Linked DNA regions of Mus musculus: region 1 is linked to region 2. A link is a contact called in public Hi-C data. All regions are on one chromosome and are shown on one strand. Each heading gives the region's core, a stretch centred on a gene start, on an enhancer-like site or on the middle of the called end of the contact. The rest is flanking DNA. Distances are from core to core; before and after follow the strand shown.

The links. A called contact is a pair of places that touch in the nucleus more often than the background predicts.
Region 1: a Hi-C map of muscle stem cells shows a contact between it and region 2, with 2.0 times the contacts expected there. The contact joins the promoter of Tmem231 here to the promoter of Bcar1 in region 2. A contact is called at or near these places in 5 of 484 Hi-C or Micro-C datasets (LSK cells, embryonic stem cells, muscle stem cells and 1 more), 8 of 115 datasets of contacts at active chromatin or transcription factors (effector CD8 T cells, embryonic stem cells, epiblast stem cells and 4 more) and 3 of 9 other capture datasets (adipose tissue, liver and macrophages).

Annotation. Positions count from the first base shown.
Region 1 is chr8:111,932,330-111,937,006 of GRCm38.p6, reverse strand. Tmem231 (transmembrane protein 231) reads left to right here and starts at 3,194. Exons shown (of 7, transcript NM_001033321.2): 1 at 3,194-3,379; 2 at 3,478-3,647. The coding sequence starts at 3,241.
Region 2 is chr8:111,741,017-111,746,001 of GRCm38.p6, reverse strand. Bcar1 (breast cancer anti-estrogen resistance 1) reads left to right here and starts at 2,153. Exons shown (of 7, transcript NM_009954.3): 1 at 2,153-2,313. The coding sequence starts at 2,302. It overlaps Gm51589 (a long non-coding RNA gene), which reads right to left and starts at 4,356. Exons shown (of 3, transcript XR_003947596.1): 1 at 3,835-4,356; 2 at 2,894-3,387.

The sequences.
Region 1 (4,677 bases), core at 1,945-4,444, 190 kb before region 2:
CTGGTTTGGTTACACTATCCCAGTCCAAGACCTGTGTCTATCCCTTAAAAGCATGTAAGAGCTAAGTACACTTCCTAGGGAGAAACCCACTGTTCATCACCCAATAGGCAGGCACGTCCCACGACAACTATGATGAGGAGCAATGTCTTTCTGTCTTATTTGCTCAGATGGTACCTTTTTTTCTTTTGGTTCATCCTTCATTAAAGCATCCATGTGTTGGTCATTGCATTTAGCTTTCTCAAATATTCTAAGGCACTGGATGCCTTCTACATGGGGGCAGCAAACGGAGGAGGTGAGTGGAGCAGTAGGAGGTAGATCAACCATCATGGCAGACCATTAAGTCAGGCAGGATGGACTTAGGATGATGGAGACAGAGGCAGACATGGACAGTGTAAGACAGCCAGGGGCCAGCACAAAGCCAAGGAAAGAAAATACAGGCTCAAGGAAAGAACTAGGAAGTGACTAGGCAAAAGAAATGCTGGCCAGTCTTGAGGCAGGAGTGCTAACCTGACCCAAGACTCCAAGGAGGAGCTCCTGTGGTGGATACAAAAAGAACTAAGGGTTCCATTCCGTTTTGTTTGTTTGTTTGTTTGTTTGTTTGTTTGTTTGTTTGTTTTTACTGTTGGTGGTGATGCTGTTTGGATGTTTTCTTTAATTTTGTTTATGACCAAGGTCTCGTGTGTGTATCCCAGGACAATATAGCCAAGACTGGACTTGAATTCCTATGCTTGTGGTTTATACATTCATGTATGTGGATGCCTGTGCCCACGTGTATAGATGTGATGGTCACAGTAGGATATCAGGGGTCTCTCCCTACCACACATCATTTATTCCTCTGAGACAGGGTTTCTTATTGAATCTGGAGCTAGTCTAGCAGTCACCAAAAGCCCCAGCCATCCTGAAATTACAGGCACACACATCCTGATCTGGCTTTTTCCTGAGCTCCTGTTTATGCTGCCAGTGTTCTTTCCTACTGAACCAGCCTGGCTTGGATGGTTGTGCTAGTTTCATGTAGCCCAGGCTGGCCTCAGGCTTGCTTTGTAGCCAAGCTTGGCCTTAAACACCTGATCCTCCTGTCTCAGCCTTCAAAACACTAGGATTTCAGGTATGAACCCCCTACTCCCATCTGAAATACATAGTTGGAAGGAAATGACTTTATCATCTTTTGAGGCAAACTTCAGGGACAGGAGAACACAATGTAGATTGGGTTGGTCTGGGACTCACAGAAATCCACCTCCCTCTGTCTCTGCTTCTGCCTCCCCAGTGCTGGGAATAAAGGTATACACCACCACACCCAGCTAAGGCTAAACCATTTTATACTTCTAAATTCGTAACAGTCACCTCCCTGTCTCACCGGTGACTTAGCGACAGTGTATGTTTCCTTCTGTCGACTCTTTGGAGGCAAACATTCTCTTACTCAGAGAACAACCACCACAAAGAATCTACATTACATTCAGCCATTCCAAAACGGTTATTTAAGCACAGTTTTTATTTTTTAATTTAAAAATACATTTATATTTCCTATTATTATTATTATTTATTTTTTGAGACAAGGTTTTTCATTGTAGCCTTGGCTGTCCTGGAAGTCACTCTGTAGACCAGGCTGGCCTAGAACTCAGAGATCTGACTGCCTCTGTCTCCTAAACACTGGGATCAAAGCTGTGTGCCAACACCTTTATTTTAACTACATGTGTTTGGGTGTTTTGCCTGCGTGTGTGTCTATGGACCATGTGTCTGCAGTGCCCACAGAAGCTGTTGGATCCCCTAGGACTGGAGTTACAGTTGGCTCTGAGCCCCTGTGTGGGTGCTGAAAGTCAAACCTTGATCCTCTGGAAAACCGGCCTCTCCAGCTTACTTACATGTTACACTACATTTACTTATTCATTATTTGTGCATAGATGCAGATGAGCACCATGACAGGCATGTAGAGGTCAGAGGACAGCCTTTCCAGAATTAAGATAGATGGTGGGAGCTGGAGAGATGACCCAATTGTTAAGAGCACCGATTGTTCTTGCAGAGGACCTGGAGAAAGGAGAATTGAGGGCCAGCACAGGCTACATAGTAAGACCCTACTTCCAAACAGGTAAAAATCTGTCTTCCATGTTAAGATATTGGTGTTAGTATTTACCTAAGTGATCAGCTAATGCTAACTTTGGGGAAGACAGTATCAGTGTTTATAGCTAACAAAGTACAACAGAAGGAGCCATTTAGTAAAATACCCTTTAACCTTTTTTTTTTTTTTTTTTTTTCCGAGACAGGGTTTCTCTGTGTAGCCCCGGCTGTTCTGAAACTCACTTTGTAGACCAGGCTGGCCTCAAACTCAGAAATCCGCCTGCCTCTGCCTCCTGAGTGCTGGGATTAAAGGCGTGCACCACTACGCCCGGCCTTTTATTTTTTGTTTTTGTTCTAACCTTTAAATAATCAGGGGGTTTGTTTCCTGTTTTCTATCTTTCCTGCTATGGGGCATAGTGAAAGCATTAACCTTGAAGACAAAAGTACCTGGTTCTAGGACGGTGGCCTTGTTATAGGAATGTCCCGACTTCAGTATGAACCTCAATGGAGTTTTTGCATTGAAACAAAGTCTCCAGTATCTCTGGCTGGTCTCAAACTCACAATGTAGCTAAAGATGACCTTGGACTTCTGATCCTTCTGTCTTCACCTGAAGAGTTGTTAGTGTTACAGATGTGGGCCAAGGTGCCTGGTTTAATGAAGTGCTGGAGATGAACTCAGGGCTTCCTGTATAGTAGGCTAGCCCTCTACCAACTAAGCTACATCAACCATCCTTATGTCATGAGTTAATAGATGATCTATGGGGTGATGTCAACATCTATGCACGTCTGATTTTGTACAATTGACACAGACTTTGGTGAGTGAAAATATCATTACAGTTGCTTTCTTTTTTTTTTTTTTAAGATTTATTTATTATATGTAAGTACACCACTGTAGCTGTCTTCAGACATTCCGGAAGAGGGCGTCAGATCTCATTATGGATGGTTGTGAGCCACCATGTGGTTGCTGGGATTTGACTCAGGACCTTTGGAAGAGCAGTCAGCGCTCTTACCGGCTGAGCCATCTCACCAGCCCATACAGTTGCCTTCTTGAAGAGACGCGCAGGCACAGCACTAACACAGGACCCTCCTCCTGCTAGCTCCACCCCCTTCTAGAGGCCTGCATGCCTGCTATTGGTTCCTCTGCCCGCCGTCGGTTGCCGTGGAGACTCGGCGCTGCGGCCCTGCGCTCATGGCGCTGTACCATCTCTTCTCTCACCCAATCGAGCGCGCTTACCGCGCGGGGCTCTGCTCCAAGGCCGCGCTCTTCCTGCTGTTGACCACCGCGCTCACCTACATCCCCCCGCTGCTGGTGGCCTTCCGGAGCCACGGTGAGCCTGCCCGGGCCTGGAGGGCCACACGGCGCGGCCGGCGGGCCCAGGCCGGCAATCCTAACCTGGCTCCCCCCAACCCGCCTTGTCTCCCGCAGGGTTTTGGCTGAAGCGGAGCAGCTACGAGGAGCAGCCGAACGTGCGCTTCCAGCACCAAGTGCTGCTCGTGGCTCTCCTGGGGCCGGAGCCTGAAGCCTTCCTCGCCTGGAGCACGTTCCCCACCTTCAACCGGCTGCAGGGGGCTCACCTGCGCGTCCCGCTCGTGTCGGTGCGTGGTTCCCGCCCGGATCCTGGGGGTGATAGGATGGAGTGAGATCCCAGTTTGGGTCATTTGACCGGGTGTGAGAGCAGAGTCTCGTGTATCCCAGGCTTGCCTTAAACTATATAGCCAAAGTCGTCTTTCAACAACTGATACTCGGCCTTCACCTTCCCAGTGCCGGGGATTCGCTATGCAACGCCCTGCTGGGGTATATGGGGTGCTGGGAATCAAACCCAAGGCTTTGTGCTTGCATGCAAGGACTTAACCACTGAGCCACTCTCAGTCCCACAGCTTGGATCTTAAGGAGCCACGAGGGTTGGAAACAAAAGTCCCTTTGGCCTGCGCATGCTTAACTTTCTAGATAGTTTTATTCAGTTTCTCCAGGTTTCCCTAGAAAGGCAGCCGTGCAGGCACTGTGTTTGCCGGACAACAAGAGTCCAGAGCCTGTTTCTGGTGCTGGTCATTTTCTGAATGGAAAGGTGGCTGAAGAAAAAACCCCTTTGAGGGCTTGTAGGCGGAGTTCTGTACACCCCAGTACGCTGCTGAGTTTGAACATCACCAAGCTGTAAAGACAGAAAGTACCAGTGTTTTTATGCAGACTTGATGCGGGGTAGGGCGGGGCAAGCGGTGATTGGTTGAATTCTCAGGTCCTGCTCTAGCCAAGCCACGCCTGTCTGGGTTAGGCTTCTCAACTCTTTGCCACACTGCAGCTGTCTCCTGTGTAAGGGAAACATTTTACTGGCTGCAGTTTAGTGTTTACTTTCGCATAAATCAAGTGCTTCCTTACGGTCATCCCTTGCCGTTCATATAATGACATGGGCAGAGTGATGACTTTAACTAGGTGTTTGTTAGTAAATATTTTGTTTCTAACCTCCACCTGAGGCAGGATTGCCCCCCCCCTTCCCTGACCTATACAGCAAGCTCAGGGCTATTCAGTCTCAAAAGCGTAGCGCTGGCATGTAAAGTCAAAAGACAACTTGGAGGGGTCAGTTCCCTCCTGTCACTGTCCCGGGAATCCAGCTTGGATTCCCAGGGTTGG
Region 2 (4,985 bases), core at 904-3,403:
AAGCCAGACCCCACATGCACTATCCTCTGAGACCCCATTTCTCTGTACCCAGAGTGTGGAAGGCATATTTTACCTACTGCTCACTCATCGTCTTCTAGCCTGGACACCTAGAATAAACAGAAGCTAAAGTCCTGCGCTTTTCCCAGCCAGAGGAAATGAAAAGGGAGGAGGAGCCTGACTTGGAGGGGCGGGGCTCCGGGACCTCCGGCGCGTGTGGCCTAGAGCCCAGGCGCCAGGCTGAACTGCTGTTCTCAGCTCAGAATCCCGGGTGCCAGCTGGGCGCGGGCGGGTGGGCACGGGTAGGGCCATGTGCCAGACACACACAGAATGCCCTTTGAGGAGATGGCAGCTGTCGGCCCAGGCACCCCTCTGGTTGTTGTGGCCTTGTCTGCCCTCTCCTAGCAATACCTTGAGAACATGTATTCAAGAGGTACAGGGGCAACCCTGTTCAAAGTATCGAAGACCCCCTCATCAGTCCTGGAATCAAGACCTGGCTCTGGTGGCTGTCCTGATGTCCCTCTTTCTCAAATATCTTCCCTCATTGTTGAGTTCCTTCTCAGAATCTACCAGAGGGTTGAGGGGACTAAGGTTGCCCCCAAGACCTCAGGAGAAAAAAGTTGGGGGATCAGAGGCCACCCCTGAGCCTCTGAGGAAGTTAGAGACCCACCCTCACTCCATCTCCAGTCACCCGGCCCTCCAACCACTGTACATCTGGAAGACAAAAAAAAAAAAAAAAAAAAAAAAAAAGCTTGTCCCTGGGACGGAGCGCATCCTCTGCTCTCGCAGAAGAGCCAGGTTTGGTTTCCAGTACCCACATGGCTGCTGATAATTTCCATAACTCCAGTTCCAGGGGATCCCATGCTGTCTTCTGACCGCTGAGGGCAGCAGGCAGGTACATGGTATGCACACATGGATGCACAAACACTCACACACGCAAAATAAAATAAACCAGGCGAGGAGGACGGGGAAAAGGAGGGGGGAGTAGGAAGAAGAGGAGGAAAAAATGGAGGAGGAGGAAAGGAAGGTGGTGGTGGGGGTGGTGGTAGAGAAGGAGGAGAAGGAGGAGGAGGAGGGGGAAGAGGAGGAAGAGGAGGAGGAGGAGGAGGAGGCAGCAGCTTCGGGTCACAGCAGCCTTGTCCCCAAGTACTATATACTAGCTAGCTGAAGCTCTCGCCCTCTCGAGGTCCTCTCAGGAGGGAAGGCTGCTGCCAATCAGCTTTTCGGAACAGGTTCCCTTAGGAAAGCAGTAGGCTCCTAGACAAAGCAAAGCCATAGAATCCATCTCCCACTTGATGTAGGTTTGCACTCTCCTTCTCAGGCCGTGGCAGCCATTAATTACCCTGGGTCTGGCCTTACCCAGGAAGAGGTCCCATGGAGCAGTGACAGGTTATATGTGGTTGGGCAGCAGGACAGACCCCTGGGTCTTATGCCCTTGGTAGCTGATGGAGCTCAGAGCCTCAGTGTACTGAGAGGGAAGGTGAAAGAAGCGAGGGCGTGGCAGTCGGAAGACCGTGTGCCCACTGCTTGCAGGTGCATGTTTGGGCATCATACCAAGTGTGAAACAGCTGAAGAAATTAGGGGTGATTAACATGGAAGAAAGGAAGACCTGAAGGCCTGCTTGTCTTCCAGCCTTGGGCAGGAGGGCCCATTATGGGTCCCTCCCTAAAAGCCACTCTAGATTTTATTTTCAGGGGGATCCAGTGTTAATCAGGCTGCTTCCTGGGGGTCTGGGGCTCCCTGGGGGGATGGAGTGGGCTTTGGCGGAGACCTAAGCTCATTCTCAGCTGGGCTCGGAGGGCAGAGGAATTCTGGTGTAGTGCTAGGCTGATCTAAGATCGCCTTCAGCCAGTCTAAACTGCTCCCAAAGTAGGGTTGTAGGAGCCTTGGGACCCGCACTGAGGGACGTGATGTGAGGGGGTGGGGGTTCTGGATTCCAGAACCGGGTGGGCGGACCGGATGGGATTGTCTAATAATAAGTCTGGAGGTAGCCTTTGGAAGGACGTGCAAGGTGTGGGAACCCAGCCTCCTCGACCAGTTGTGCCGACAGAAAAAATCCCGGGGTCCCGGGTCCTTGCCTTTAACGCGGCCCGCGGCGGAGCAGGCGGGAGGGGGAGGGGCGGTGCGGGCAGCGCATGCGCGGCGCGGGGGGAGCGGCCGGACTGTCCGGTGGCGGCGGAAAGCAGCCGGCAGGACAGCGGAGAACGCCGGGACCCCGCGCCGGGGGCTGTGAGCGGCGCGGGCCCACCGAGCCCGAGCTAGCCCGCGCCGCTGCTGCAGGGCTCCGGGGGGGCGGCGGCCAAGATGACCGTGCCGGTGAGTGCTGACCGCCTGAGAACCCCGCGCCCCCTACCGCAGGCCTGGGCCATCGGGGGTCGCCGGAGGTTCTTTTCAGGCCGAGGTGGGGGTCAGGGTGGGGGCGCTGCCCCAGAGCCGGCTTCTCAGACCCGGCTTTTCCAGCCTCTTCCAGGACAGCGGACTAGGACGGGGGGGGGGGCGTACTGGCCCCGCGGGGAGCACCCCGGCACGGCTGGGTTGGGCAGGGGGTGTTTGGGAGCCTCTTGAGAGCCTCTGGGACTAGTGGGCCCGGTGGGGTCCGTGCTTTTTCCCTATCTCCTACCAGAGTGGTCAGGCCTACGGAGAAGAGGGCTCTGTCACTCCTTAGAAGCCCATGGCCAGGTCAGCTGCGCCGAATGAAGGGTGGGAAGGTCTCTACTGTTCCCCAGAAAACTCCCTAGGAGGGCTGCCCTATTGTGCTGTCGGGTCTCTACCCGGATGGCCAGGAGTGGGGCGGGGTCTGTTTTGTCCCCGGAGACACCCTTACCCCAGAATGGTTGGCTTGGCTGGCTGTTGGAAAATAGCGTACCTCCCCCCTACCTCTGGTTTGTACACTCACTTTGTGGGAAGTTTTGTTGGTCCATTGAACCCCAGGACCTTCCGACTAGCAGCTCCTTTCTGTAGGGGCTTCCCCGTTTGCTTGACATCCCATCCCGGTCCTCTGTCTTCCTGATCCACCAGGCAGACTTGAGCAGCCCTTGGGCCAGTCCTTAACACTTGGGTCTCCTCCTGAGGTCTCCATTGATTATTCTATGGACTCAGGTACAGGCATTAACCCACTTTACAGATGGACAAACAGAGGTGTGAAACCACACCTTCATCCTGTCAGCCCTGGAGTAATGGCCTACAGCCACCGTTTCTCTGCTGACTCAAGCATTTTTCCCGATGACAGGAAGGGGCAATGGACCAGAGCCATGCCTAGCCTGGCCTGGCCTTATGCTGGAACTGCTCTTCATCCACTCAGGGGACTGGGTTCTCTCCGTGATGCAGACAGTCAAGCGTCCTGGCAGGGCAAGTGGCCTCTTAATTAACCACCGTAGGGTACAGAGATTCCTGGAGAAGAGAGGGTTCTGTAAGCGCAAAGCATTGTTATTACAGAATTAGAGAGCTCAGCTCCTGCCCGCCCCTAGAAGCGGTAATGCTGAGTTACAGATGAAAAAATTAGGGCTTCCAGGCAGTGCTAATGGGAGCCCCCCACCCCCATCTCTTCTGGTTCAAAGCATAATTGTCTCATCTCTAGGAAGAGAGAGCAAGCCTGCCAAGCCTCTCTCCTCTGTTGTGCTCTTGCTGTTCTGCAGAGCTCAGAGTTTTCTCTGGCTTGGGGCATAGGGCACCAGCCAGCTCCGCCCCTGTGGACACTGGTCAGAAAAACAAGGCAGACCTGCTGAGTGTGCTGGAGGGCCAGGGTCCCCAAGGCAGTAATGACCATGGAGTACCCCTCTGGACAGGCCTCTGATTAGGAGGGCCAAGATTGGTTTAGTAGTCCATGCAGGCCCTTACCTCACAAGATTTCAGGTCATGGCTCTCTGCTCTGTGCCGCAGTGGCACCGTCTGTAACTAGAGAGGATAAGGGGGTTTGGTGAAACTTGCACAGATAAGAATCACTGTGAAGAAGTGAAGGTCTGTCCCCACCAAGATCCACTCCGTCTGATGTATCTCCCATTCGCTTGTAGCCACAGCCCTCAGTAATCTGCATGGTGTGTAGCTAGGCTGCCAGTCCATTGTCCTCTCCCCTGGGACTTTGAGAGTATGTGAGGTTGTGGGGCTATGGAGAAAGTTCATTTCTGAAGCAGAAAACAGCTTTCATTTGCTGGGAGCCCTGGTGAGCTTCTAGAAAGATTTGCCTGCTCTGGGAGCCCAGAATGGTGACTGGCCATGTGGTACTTAGGGACACATTTGAGTTTTATGCAACACCCATTCATTTGGGCAGTCTTTTCCTGGCTAGAGCTGACGCAGGCACTTTGGCCCACAGAAATTACAAGATGCTAACAGCCGGCGATGGGAGATGACGATGGCAGAGAGAACTTGGGGCGGACGAGGTTGAGTTGATGTGGTTTCCTGGATATCCAAGTAGGATCTGAATAGGGTTTTGTTTTAGTTTTTTGAGATAAGATCTCATTGTATAGCCCTGAATAGCCTGGAATTTACTCTGTAGACCAGGCTGGCCTTGAATTAATACAGAAATCCATCTGCCTGCGCCTCCTCCAAGTGTTGGTCTAAAAGGTGTGCACTACCACTCCAGCTGTGCCAGGGGTCTTAGCTCTGTTATTTGACCCCCATGGGATATAAGGTTCAGAGGGAGGGAGGAACCATGACAGCCCTGGCTGCCAGCTTATGCTCTCTCCTCTGCTGAGAGCAGAGGTACCTGGGCAGTACCTGGCTACTCATTTCCTGGCTTCCTCTGACGTCCGCCTTCCTTCTGGGCATGGCTGGCCAGTGCCACAGGCCTATCAGGCAGTCTGACCTAGCTTGAAGTTTGCACTTGAAAATGACTGTTGCCATGCCAGACCCACGTTCACAAGTGACGAGAGGTTGGCTGCCCTGTTTCAGTAAGGTGACGAGCAAGTCCAGAGCAGAGCAGCCCCACTGCAGTATGGCTTTGCCCACTGCTGCTTTTCTGTGAAACTGGGTGGCTCTTCTAGCCTCTACCG